Linked DNA regions of Zea mays: region 2 is linked to region 1. The links are chromatin contacts, called in public Hi-C maps. All regions are on one chromosome and are shown on one strand. The core of a region is the stretch at or near the end of the contact, and the rest is flanking DNA. Distances in the headings are between cores, read along the strand shown. Region 1 holds the start of LOC103652889 (putative disease resistance protein At1g50180). Region 2 holds the start of LOC103652890 (putative serine/threonine protein phosphatase superfamily protein).

What was found. A called contact is a pair of places that touch in the nucleus more often than the background predicts.
Region 2: a contact with region 1 is called in a Hi-C map of ear, with 2.1 times the contacts expected there. The contact joins the promoter of LOC103652890 here to the promoter of LOC103652889 in region 1. A contact is called at or near these places in 3 of 25 Hi-C or Micro-C datasets (ear, leaf and tassel).

What each region holds. Positions count from the first base shown.
Region 1 is chr4:16,926,191-16,932,480 of Zm-B73-REFERENCE-NAM-5.0, reverse strand. It overlaps LOC103652889 (putative disease resistance protein At1g50180), which reads right to left and starts at 2,369. Exons shown (of 3, transcript XM_008679873.3): 1 at 1,958-2,369. The coding sequence starts at 2,223.
Region 2 is chr4:17,142,272-17,147,953 of Zm-B73-REFERENCE-NAM-5.0, reverse strand. LOC103652890 (putative serine/threonine protein phosphatase superfamily protein) reads left to right here and starts at 2,442. Exons shown (of 4, transcript XM_035967200.1): 1 at 2,442-4,586; 2 at 4,792-4,948; 3 at 5,102-5,547. The coding sequence starts at 2,580. The coding sequence ends at 3,848. LOC103655133 reads left to right here. Exons shown (of 4, transcript XM_008681935.2): 2 at 160-321; 3 at 409-438; 4 at 602-708. The coding sequence ends at 679.

The DNA of each region.
Region 1 (6,290 bases), core at 1,120-3,619:
GAGTGCCTGACAAAAAGCACTCGGCAAAGGAGGCTTTGCCGAGCCTTCTTTGCCGAGTGTTACACTCGGCAAAGCCTTTGCCGAGTGTTTTTAAGGCTTCGCCGAGTGCTTCAGGCACTCGGCAAAGCTATTGATTCCGGTAGTGCCTTCTGAGGTTGAACTTTGATGAGAATCAAGTTTTGGATATATCCAGTGTTGGACTTAGAGAATTCGTTTTAACTAGTTAGTTCACTGAAGAAGAGAGATCCGTAGGGCACTCTTCTAGATGGAGCACAACAGGGCGCCTGGTCCGGATGGTTTCCCTGCGGAGTTCTTTCAAGTGTTCTGGTCGGTTATTAAGAATGATTTGTTGGCTAGTAGAATTACCCCTTTTTAGTCTAAATTTTGGTACAACCATTCTTCTGCCCAAGTGCAGGGATGCTGAGATAATAACAGTTTAGAACCATCTGTCTACTGAATGTAAGCTTTAAGATCTTTACTAAAGTTCTTACAAATAGGATCTCAACCCTTGCTTCAAAGACTGTTGGTCCTACTCAATCCGCTTTCATTCCTGGTAGAAATATTATGAAAGGGGTGGTTGTATTGCATGAGACTATACATGAATTGCATAGCAGAGCGGAGTAATTTCAAGTTTGACTTCGAAAAAGCCTATAATAAGGTGAAATGGTCATTTGTCCAACAAACCTTAAGGGTGAAGGGCTTTTCGAATACTTGGTGTGAGTGGATAGACTCTATTCTGACTGGAGGTCATGTGGGAATCAGGGTCATGCCTGAGGCAGGGCGGGAGGGGCGGCCGACCTGGGCCCCCATCTCCCAGGGGTCCCACCGCACACAAAGTCCAATAGGAATATAGGATAGAAACATATATTATTTACTATACCAATATATTTTTGAGTTTGTTAAGAGAATGGATTGCTATCCCAATATATTTGTTGCTTATCAGATATTATTTACTATACAATAACTGTGGCATCAACTGAAAGGAGTTTCTCAAAGCTTAAGTTATTGAAGAATTATTTAAGGTCTACAATGTCTCAAGAAAGTTTAAACGGGCTAGCAACTTTATATATCGAGAAGAAATTATTAGATGATGTCAATATTGAAGCCATCATTGATGATTTTGCATCTAGAAATGTTAGAAGACATTTTTAAGTTGATCTCTACAATATATATGAGGTAATAATCTTACTTCTATTTTTTACTGCTCAAGTCTTTCTGTGGTACATCAAGTATAATTAGTTGATATATATATAATAGTAAAAAATAGTTTTTATGGTGTTGGGGTCTCTGTTTGTAATCTTGTCCCGGACCCTTCAAAAGTCAGGAACGGCCCTGGTGGGAATCAAGGCAAATGACCAAATTGGGCTTTTCAAGCTAGTTAATGAGGATCGAGTATGGCAAAGGATGTTGCGGAATAAATATCTTAAGAGGACACCTTGTCAAAAGTATCCTACAGGCCAGGTGATTCTCATTTCTGGTCTGCAATTATGAAAGTGAAAATTTTGTTTTTTACCTAGATCTTTCGTTTTAGGTAATGGTGAACAAATAAAATTCTGGGAGGATGTGTGGATGGAAGACAAACTGCTCATGAGGCAATATGCCAATATCCTTCACTATATCGTATTGTGAGACAGAAAAGTGATACGGTTGCGTCTATCTTGAGTTACAATTCCCCTCAATGTTGTGTTTCGTAGGACGCAGCGGGGTCAGAACTTAGCTTTGTGGTATGATCTTGTTAATCGGGTGGTGCTCATCCCGCTGAGTTCTAATAGAGATGTTTTTAAGTGAAGAGTCACATCTTCTGGTCAGTTCACCGTGCAATTAATGTATCACAGGTACACACTCAGCTTAGATATTGGGCTCAGCTACAAAAGGATGAAGCTGATGGAGTTTTTAATAAAGAATGTTTTTGCCGTCACAATTGGTTGGTGTCAAAGTCGTGGTATATTATACGTACCTTGAGAGATCGATTTGGACGAAGTACTGGTCGACGGCGTCTTCGGCGTCGAAGACGGCGTCGCGGGTCTGCTGCAGCCACACCTTGATGAGCTCGTTGGGCTGCACGCGGCGCGACGGCTGGACGTCGTGCAGGAACGCCTGCATCCACATGAGCTTGTCCCGGAGGCTCCGGATGTCCTCGTTCACGGCCACCAGCGTCCGCGCCTCACTCACCGCCACCTGCTGCAGCTTCCACAGCATCGACCCCACGATGGCCTCCGCCATCTTGCCTTGTTGCTTTTCTTTTTTTTCTTGACGATTATTAGTTTACTGGGTCGTCATCATCTCTCCCTCTCTCCCCCTCGCTCTCTCCTTCTCCTTTAATTTGCTCGCTCTGGATTATTCAGAAACCTAGATAGTGCATAGTTTCTGAAGGGAGGAGGTCTGCATGGAATGGATATTTATGCACGCGCACCAGCACGGCGCGGCATGCAATATTCTAGCTTAGTCCAGTACGGCAGGGAATCCTTATTTCTTCTTGCCGCGCGCGACAGGGAAGAATAAAGCCAGCAGCCTGCAATAGTTCACGCGTAGTGTAACTTTTCAGTAATCAGCCTCTCTTTGCAAGGAACAAATCCTTTGCGCGCGATGTTTCCGGTTCGAGCATCCACTAGCACATCCAAAAAAAAAAGGAAGTGTTGTTTCCTGCTCGAGCATCCATTGCTTTACTAAAAAGCTAAGTACTTCTATCATTACCGGTTTCAAACTAGCCATCTCACATCTATTTGCCAAGTTTCCAGCTGTTAGGGGCATTCATTACCGTGCGTGTATTATTTCCTAGACCCGAGCAGCGAATAGTGCAGAGCGAGCACTATAACCCACAAATCCTGCTCTAGAAATTTGGAGATAACCACCACACCACACGTACCTTAATGTTTATAAAATTTATACTAATTTATTAAGAACCTAATATAGACACCTGGTGTTACCACGGCTTCACTCCGTGCTGACACTCGGGGCCTGTCCCAACTGGTTCTCCCGCACCACACGCCGCAGTGTTTAGAAAAAAACAATAATTATATTTTAATAAATATCTCAATACCTATTTATATTATATATAACAATCATAACAAAGCACGGACAACTGACTTAACTTATGGCTATATATATATATTGTATATTAGGAGCTTTGGGCTTCCAATAACTAAAGGAAGCCCAGGCTAGATAGTGCAATCCGGTCGAGCCGGGCTTCCAATAACTAAAGGAAGCCCAGGCTAGATAGTGCAATCCGGTCGAGCCGGAACAGGTCCAGATGTCTATAAAAGAAAATCCGTAGTGCTAGGGATCAGTTTTTCATGCCCCATCTCGATTCATTATCGACGACGGTTGTCCGATAGCGCGCGCGGCGGTGGACCCCCGGCCAGTGGCTGCGGTGGCCGCGGCTCCCAGACCTCGACATGCGGTGGTGGCGGTTCCCAGGCCGGCGGCGGCGGCCCCCGATCCAGAGGGCGAGCGACGACAATGCCCTTGTGCGGTGGCGGCGGTTCCCAGGCCGGTGGCCGCAACTCCATTATCTCGACGTGCGGTGGCGGAGGTTCCTCTATCCGGAGTAGTGGCGGCGGTTCCCCGATCCAGAAGGCGAGCGACAGCGGGGCCCTTGTGCGGGCAAGCGGCGGCGTCCCCGAAGCCCCGAGGAGGTGGCACTTCCAAGGCCGGCGAGCAAGCGACGCCCGTCGACGTGCGAGTAGCGACGGCGACGCATGAGGCGCGATGTTCGAGCGAGCGACGTCACGGAAGGCGCGAGATGCGCGCAACGAAGATCACATGTGACATCCTCCGATCCGGCGCAGTTTTCTTTTCGATTATTGTGTTTTATGCTTACCACATGTATTATTTACGCTAAAAACTGTACGATTTTATGCTTGAACACGGAATTTGTATATCAGTTTACTGCTTGCACATTGGAAAGGCAATTCCTTGATTTATGTTGTTCATAATTTGCGCACATGCAATGGAAACTCCCACGATTTTGCCATAATTTTTGGATCTGTATAAAAATAGAAACTGCATGCATGCGACTGCCATGTTTTTCGGATCTGTCATAAAAATAGGATCATAATAACAACCTACTAGAGCTATCAACCTCTCATTGATTCGGTATTTACGCTTATAATTGAGGGATTTTATGCTCAAAACTTAAGGTTATTACGCTCCGCCCGAAGGTGCGTCCACCAGTGAACAATATGCCAGATTTTTTACGCGGTGTAAGGAATTGCATAAATACCTACACCGTGTAGTATAATTTGTTTCAGTATACATCATAAACTAGTTCTAATGCGTTTAGCTGCATGGCTGTTGGAGTGATCCTATATTTATATATGAAGGAAATAAAACATTAAATGCGATTTTTGTTTCTATGCATGCAATTTATTTCCTTTCATTGCATATTCTTTTCATCATAAATTTGTGTGCATGCAGCTGGTAACAGATTTTTACGCAGTATACCCAATTGCATAATTATCTACACAGTGTAGCATATTTAGTATCACTATATATCATAAAATAATAATTACGAAACTAGCTGCATGGCTGTTGCAGTGATCCTAAATTTATGGAGGAAATAAAACATTTAAAATAGAAACCATCACACATATCTTTCCTAAATTTACGCGCATGCAAGAGAACGTGTTTGACTCATGCATGCATTTTGCCATAATTTTTGGATCTGTATAACCGCATGCATGCGGCTGCCATGTTTTTCGGATCTGCCATAAAAATAGATCGTAATAACAACCTACTAGAGCTATCAACCTCTCACATTGGCTCGGTATATACGCTTATAATTGAGGGATTTTATGCTCAAAACTTAAGGTTATTACGCTCCAACTCGGAGATGCGTCCACTAGTGAACAACATGCCAGATTTTTTACGCAGTGTAATAAATTGCATAAATACCTACACCATGTAGTATAATTTGTATCAGTATATATCATAAACTAGATTTAATGTGTTTAGCTGCATTGCTGTTGGAGGGATCTTATATTTATGAAGGAAATAAAACATTAAATACGATTTTTTTGTTTCTATGCATGTAATTCATTTCCTTTTATTGCACATTATTTTCATCATAGATTCGTGTGCATGCAGCTGGTAACAGATTTTTACGCAGTATACCGAATTGCATAATTATCTACACTGGGTAGGATATTTAGTAGCAGTATATATCATAAAATGGTCCTTACGAGTCTAGCTGCATGGCTGTTGCAGCGATCCTAAAATTATGGAGAAAATAAAGCATTTAAAGATAGAAACCGCCACACATATCTTTCCTAAATTTACGCGCATGCAAGGGAACATGTTTGACTCATGCATACATTTCCTTTTTTGCGCGCACAGACATGGGCACAGGTGGTGCCACCGACAGACTGGTCCAGTCGGTGCGCTGGGTTGAACCAGGCTGCAGGGGTGATCGGTCTGGGCTTCCTTTAACTATTGGAAGCCCAGAGCTCCCGTTATACCTGCCATATATATATATATATATATATATATATATATATATATATATATATATATATAGGTAAAATAGATTGAATAAAGAAAAAAGAATCCGTGATTTGAATGATAAACAAAGAGGGACGAAGGATCTATTCTTCGTTTTTCCAAATAGCTATTCACGATTTTAATGGAATAAAATAAATATTCACAATTTCTGACATAGAATTAGGGATGGCAATTTTACCCGCGGGTTCGGATATCCGCCAGATATCCGACCCGTCGGGTACGGGTTCGGGCACGAAATTTGACCCGTGGGTCTTACCCGTACCCGACCCGATTTTATTACGGGTCGGGTACGGATTTGATTTCTTACCCGCGGGTACCCGACGGATATCCGAAAATAGTAATTTTAGATTTTCAACCTACCAATACGCTAGCTAGCCGTCCACACGCGACAGCTCATCCTACTACCATTCCTCCCCGTCTGCTGATGCTTCCGATCTGGTTCTAGTACTAGTGCCAGTACGTAGTACTAGTGCTATCTAGTACAAGTACTTGAGCTAAGAGAGTGTTAATACACCAGATGACTATGCTAGCTACTCTCCGATTTTGACGAGTTGGAAGTTTATTAACAAAAAAACATTAGCAACACATGTCCAGGGCTACATCTACACGACTGCACTGTGCAACAACATTATGTGCCTCCGGTGATCATGGCGATGTGCGACGCTCAGAACTGCACTAGACTTTATTTAGGGAGAATACACCAAGCTGCTATACCCGACGGATACCCGATATCCGCCCGATACCCGATGGGTACGGGCACGGGTACAAAATTTTACCCACGGGTAGAGTCA
Region 2 (5,682 bases), core at 1,193-3,692, 220 kb before region 1:
CTTTTAGTATTGTATCTTCATTTTAGAGTGAGAAATCTGCTACTCAATTCACATCAGGATATTAGTTGTCAAATATTTTAGTACTAATGTTGTGGGGGATGGCGGAAGGCATTGCGCGGTGGAGTTACACCGCCGTCACCTCCGACATGCGCGACATAGGCCGGTCCACAGGGCGGGTGTCGCTCACGCGCTCCATCGAGAACATCGAGTGAGGTGGTGTGCTGCTGCTCTAAAGAAGGGAGGAGAGGAAGTAGCGACAAGGTCGCCAAGACCACCTGGCGCGATGTCTCCTACCAGATCACCAAGATCAACATGTACAAGGTGGTCCAGCCTCGAGCCCTCTCCCTGCATGCTTCCATTGATTTTTTATTTCATTCCAATCGATTTGTCGTGATATATGCAATGCAGGATGGTCGGCATGTACAAGATATGCTTAAGGTGAGGTTGCAATTCAGGATGTACATATATTTCTTGGGCTTGAATTTGTTTAATCTAAATAGATTATTTTTTATCCAATCCAAATTTCCAATGACTTGCCATATCATTAGCATCAGAGGCTCCATAAAGCAGCTCTACTGGGATTAACGGATTCACTGTCAAGGTCAAACATCACTATGATATTGCTGAGATGGTCCAATCAGTGACAATGCTGGTGGTATTGTTGAGATGGCTGGAATGAGCCACAAAATCTGAGAGAACTGATGCTCTTGGTGCTACTGGCAACACAACTGCTGCTATTAGAAAGGTAGAAATGCTTTTTATCCATTTGTTGGCTCAATTTGTTCATTTGTCACTGCCATCATTGGCACTATTGGTAGGGTATGTATTTCTTAATATTTTAACATATGAGAATGAACTAATGAAGTAGTAGTAGCAGCAGATAATATACAACAAAAGAACCATTGTACTCGTCTGGTAACCTAATTCATCTGTATCTCTATTTTGCATGAGGTTTGTTCATCCCTAATCAATGCTAATTTCATGCTTAAACATATTGCATCGTAGCTTAATAAGGGGCGCGCGTGTGTATATATAGGTATGCATTGCCCTTCTGTTTAACTTCTGGCATTTTAATAATGGTATGCATTTCTCTTCTGTTTAACTTCAATAGGATGTGCTTCTCCTAAATCAGAAAAAAAGAAGCGCATCCGAAGAAACCATTTCTGGTTCTCCTCACCTCCCAACCCCAGATAATGCCACTCATATACTCATTTTTGATACACTAATAACACAATATTTTTAGTTTTTGAACATGTGGGTTCTGACAGAGTACTTGGAGATTGAATTCAAGATTCTGGAACCATTCTGTGAGTCTGATATTGAGAGGCTAATAGATGGCACATTATAGGGAAACCTATAGCAGCTGACACGAGCAGAGTTAGGGGGGTTAAGTTTTAGGTTTTAGGTTGTTTATTTAGGGTACATAGAAGCAGAAAGGAAAAGGTTGATGCCTTTTACTTAGATGTCATTAATTTGGAGCACTCATTTTCTTGCTCTATCCATTTCCTGTTTGTAATTTTCGTCGGGCTTCGGCAAAAAAACTGACAAACGAGTTGTGCTCCAACTTCTAATCTCTGATTCAATGTGAAATGGAATTATTCCTTTTGTTTTGCTTGTATGCAGTTAGCGGCTTCTGATTGTAGAAATTGTCATTCCGTGTACTCAAATCACACCGAGCATTCCATGTATTTGAAGGAAGGGGAGCTGGCTACCTCTTCTAGAGAGACAAGCAGTAGGCGGTGGATTGCTGCTAGCAAGTTTTCTAAGTTCATGATGTCAGAGTATATTCTTTAAAAAGTGACTTACTCTGGCACGTACCTTACTATATCTTTTAAGATATGAAAACATCTACTTTTAGTGATGCTAACAAAAGTATAGAATAATAATTAGTATTTTTGCATATCAATGTATCTTATCATATTGATTCCATAGCAACAGACGAATATACACCTATATCTTTTAAGGTATGTAAACATTTACTTTTAGTGATACTAACAAAAATATAGAATAATAATTAGTGTTTTTGTATATTAATGTATGGGTATGATCACAAATAAATTATGAAACCTTTTCCTATAATATTATAACACATTTGTACATGAGTTATCGTGGTATTTTATCTTCCTGTTGCAACGCACGGGCATTCACTTAGTTATAAATCAAGACTGATAGAGTAATATATTATGAAAATATTATAATTTAAACTAAAGCAACTATTTCAATAAAAGATAATATGATTCATTCACCAAAATATTCACCAAAACCCTATATATATATATATATATATATAAGTTAACGGTAGACTGATTTGGTGGACATGAATCATATGGGGGAGAAATTCCCTTACTATGTAAAATTAAATAGCAACTAGATTCCTCTATTATGGATCTACCAAATCAGCCCTTAAACCAGAGTATTTGGCCGTTGACGTTTTGCAAAGGTCATTGACTACATCTACGGTGCAGGGTAGGCCAATTCATGTGCTATCTTTAAAAGGCGGGCCGCAACCTATCTTCAGCTCACCCGCGCACGCCGCAAAAACGAATCCGGAATCCCTGCCGGAGCACAAATAGAGAAAGATGGCGGCGGCCCCGTCCCCCTCCGTCCCCGCCTGCAGCGACCTCCCGGCTGCCGTATCCGCCTTCGCCGACGCGTTCGTGGACTTTGCCGTGTCCGGCATCTTCTTCCCGACCTTCCCGTCCTCCTCCTCGCCCCCTCCTCGCCCGAAGACTCCGACCACCTTCCTCCCTTCCTTATCCCGGCTCGTCGCCATCGGAGATCTCCACGGGGACCTGCCCAAGTCCCTCTCCGCGCTCCGCCTCGCCGGCCTCGTGCCCCCGTCTTGCACCCCCGACTCCCCCTCCGCCTCCTCCTCATGGGCCGCGGGGCCCACCCTCGCCGTCCAGCTCGGCGACATCCTCGACCGCGGCGGCGACGAGCTCCGCCTCCTATACCTACTCCGCCGCCTCTCCCTCTCCGCAGAGAGCCGCGGAGGCGCGTTCCTCCCCATCCTCGGCAACCACGAGGTCATGAACGTCTCCGGCGACTTCCGCTTCGCCACGCCGCAGGGTTTTCAGGAGTTCTCCGCCTGGGCAGGGTGGTACCGCGCGGGGCTCGCCATCAAGCGCCGCTGCGGCGAGCACCTCGACCCGCAGCCGAGGAACCCCTTTCTCGGCGTGCCCAAGTCCTTCCCCGGCGTCAAGCCGGAGTTCTGGGACGGGATGCGGTCCCGCCTCGCCGCCCTCCGACCCGACGGGCCCATTGCGCGCCGGTTCCTGGCCGACCTCCCTACCGTGCTTGTAGTGGGCGACTCGGTGTTCGTCCATGGAGGGCTCCTCGAGGCCAACGTCGAGTACGGCCTGGAGCGGATCAATGCGGAGGTCAGCGAGTGGATCCGCGGCGAGGGTGGCGACAATGCCAGGGCGCCCGAGTATGTGCGAGGCCGGGACGCCGTGGTCTGGCTGAGGAGGTTCTCCGACGGCTTCGATTGTGACTGCAAGAGGCTGGAGGGGGTGCTTGGGATGATCCCTGGGGCCAAGAGAATGGTGATGGGGCACACAATTCAGACAGTGGGGATCAATGCAGTGTGTAGCGCACAGGCGGTGAGGGTGGATGTGGGGCTGTCAAGGGGATGCGGGAACGGGCTGCCTGAGGTGCTTGAGATCAATGCTGGTGGCACTGATGTCAGGGTGATCACGACGCCTCCCTCAGAGGCCTGGATGTATAGGAAGCAAGAGGTGGAGAAGGCTGCCGCAGCGGTCGCGGAGAAGAGCGTTGAGGTGAAGGATGGGCTTGCGTTGCTGGTAAGAGAGAGCCATGGGTTAAAAGAGGTAGGAGTTAAGGCTTAGGCTAGGATTGTTTGGGTAACCCACAATTGGGATTGCTTTGGTGAATTTGGTAAAGAAGACTAGTTATGAGAGAGATTGTTTGTAGGAATCATTACCTGTTAGTGGGTTGGTATCCACAAAAGAAAGGAAGATCTACCATTATGTTTTATTTTTCAAGATACAATAGTGCATTGCTGATATATATACCTACAATTAACGGTCCAATTGTGCAGTTGTTTTTGAACTTTTGTGTAGTATATTTCCCCAATGTTACTTTTCTGTTAATGCTGATCATGAACGATTTTGGTCTGATTTGGTGTAGAGAATCAACAGTCTCTAGAACACTTTTATGGCTGATTGGCTACAGTTCGGCTCTGTTTTTGTCATATCATTTAGTAGCCAAGTTCCTACTGAAGATTTTAGTACGGATCCTTTCTAATTAAGCTCACTGTTTGGAAATTGTGAGTTGAAGCTATCATTTGATTCTTTGGAGCCCATGGATTTGACATCAATGTTAAGTTTTCATTTGTACAAACACCATAATCAATGATTGATGATTGCACAAGCAAATAACCAGTTGGAGTGCTGAAGTGACAGACCAGCTGAAACGAGTATAACACAACAGAAGTTTGGTAATTATGAGAAGCATCAAGGAAATAGTCTTCTCGTAGTGATCATGGCAACACTTACTGACAAGTTGATGAAGTTGAGGGAATTTATAGCAAGATAGAGAGTTGTTGAGGTACTTCTGAAATGGAGGTAATGGTCATTATCTCCCCATTCTCCATATTTATTGTTCAACGTCACACTACCAATGCTGATTGATGTGTAGAAGTTGAGATGTGCAAATTTCTGCAGTCGTTTTAGTTGAAACATACTGCATAACCTTGTCAGACATGATCACATATGAAATTCTGCTAATCCAGCCTAAAATATGTTTCCTGAAACATGATTGCTGTTCCAGTGCGCCTGCAACGTGTGTGAGGGTGATAGGCTATGTGCATATCCTAACAATCAGTGAGGAGTTTGATTACTACCCATATCGATGTGTATGTTGTGCGGAAAAGGAATTTGACAAGTGGATAGTATTGCCATGCGGAACAGCAAGTAGACAAGGAAAGGTATCTCGAATGTGATTTGCATTTGCATCCTAGCTGTAACCCCTTTTTTCCACAAATTTTCTCCCCACTGGGTCGTTGAATTGGTCTCGTGTTCCTATCTCGTGTACTGTGTTCCTACCTCATCTTGTCTTGTCTCCAAACTGTTTTTTGTAGATGTTTTCCATGTTTGGTCCAGCAATTTTCTCACATGCTCAATGCACGCGGATGGCGATGTGATCAGACTTCTCAAGGCAGTTTGCAGTGATGTGGACACCTAAATTTATCCACCGATTTGTTGTCTTGTGCTCTGTTGTGTCTGATGTGATGTGCAATCTTTTCTTTTTGTTTTTGCGGCGGCCTAGTGGAAATCTCTTCGACAGTTCTATTACCTTTTGTTGTTGGTACATAGTCCAATTTGTGCTGGCAGGTGCTCTAAATGCTCATAATAAACTGGAAAAAGAACATGGTGGCTGCCGAAGTTTGCGTGGGCAATCAGGGGTTTCCTTCTCTCGAGTCCTGGCAGAAGTGTTGAAGAATTGATTGAGTATTCAGCACGGTGGAATTTTCAGAGTTGCAGAACTTCGAAGCGAAATACTGACTGAAGTGCCTGAAAATACAAGGTTCTGTTTTCTCCACACAATTTTGATTCGTCCATTTGTACTCTTTTATTCTTAGAAAATAAGTTATTACATCAGTCGGATAGAAATTCTTCCTTTTTCATGGGAATTTTTCTTGGTGCACGAACAAAACTATTT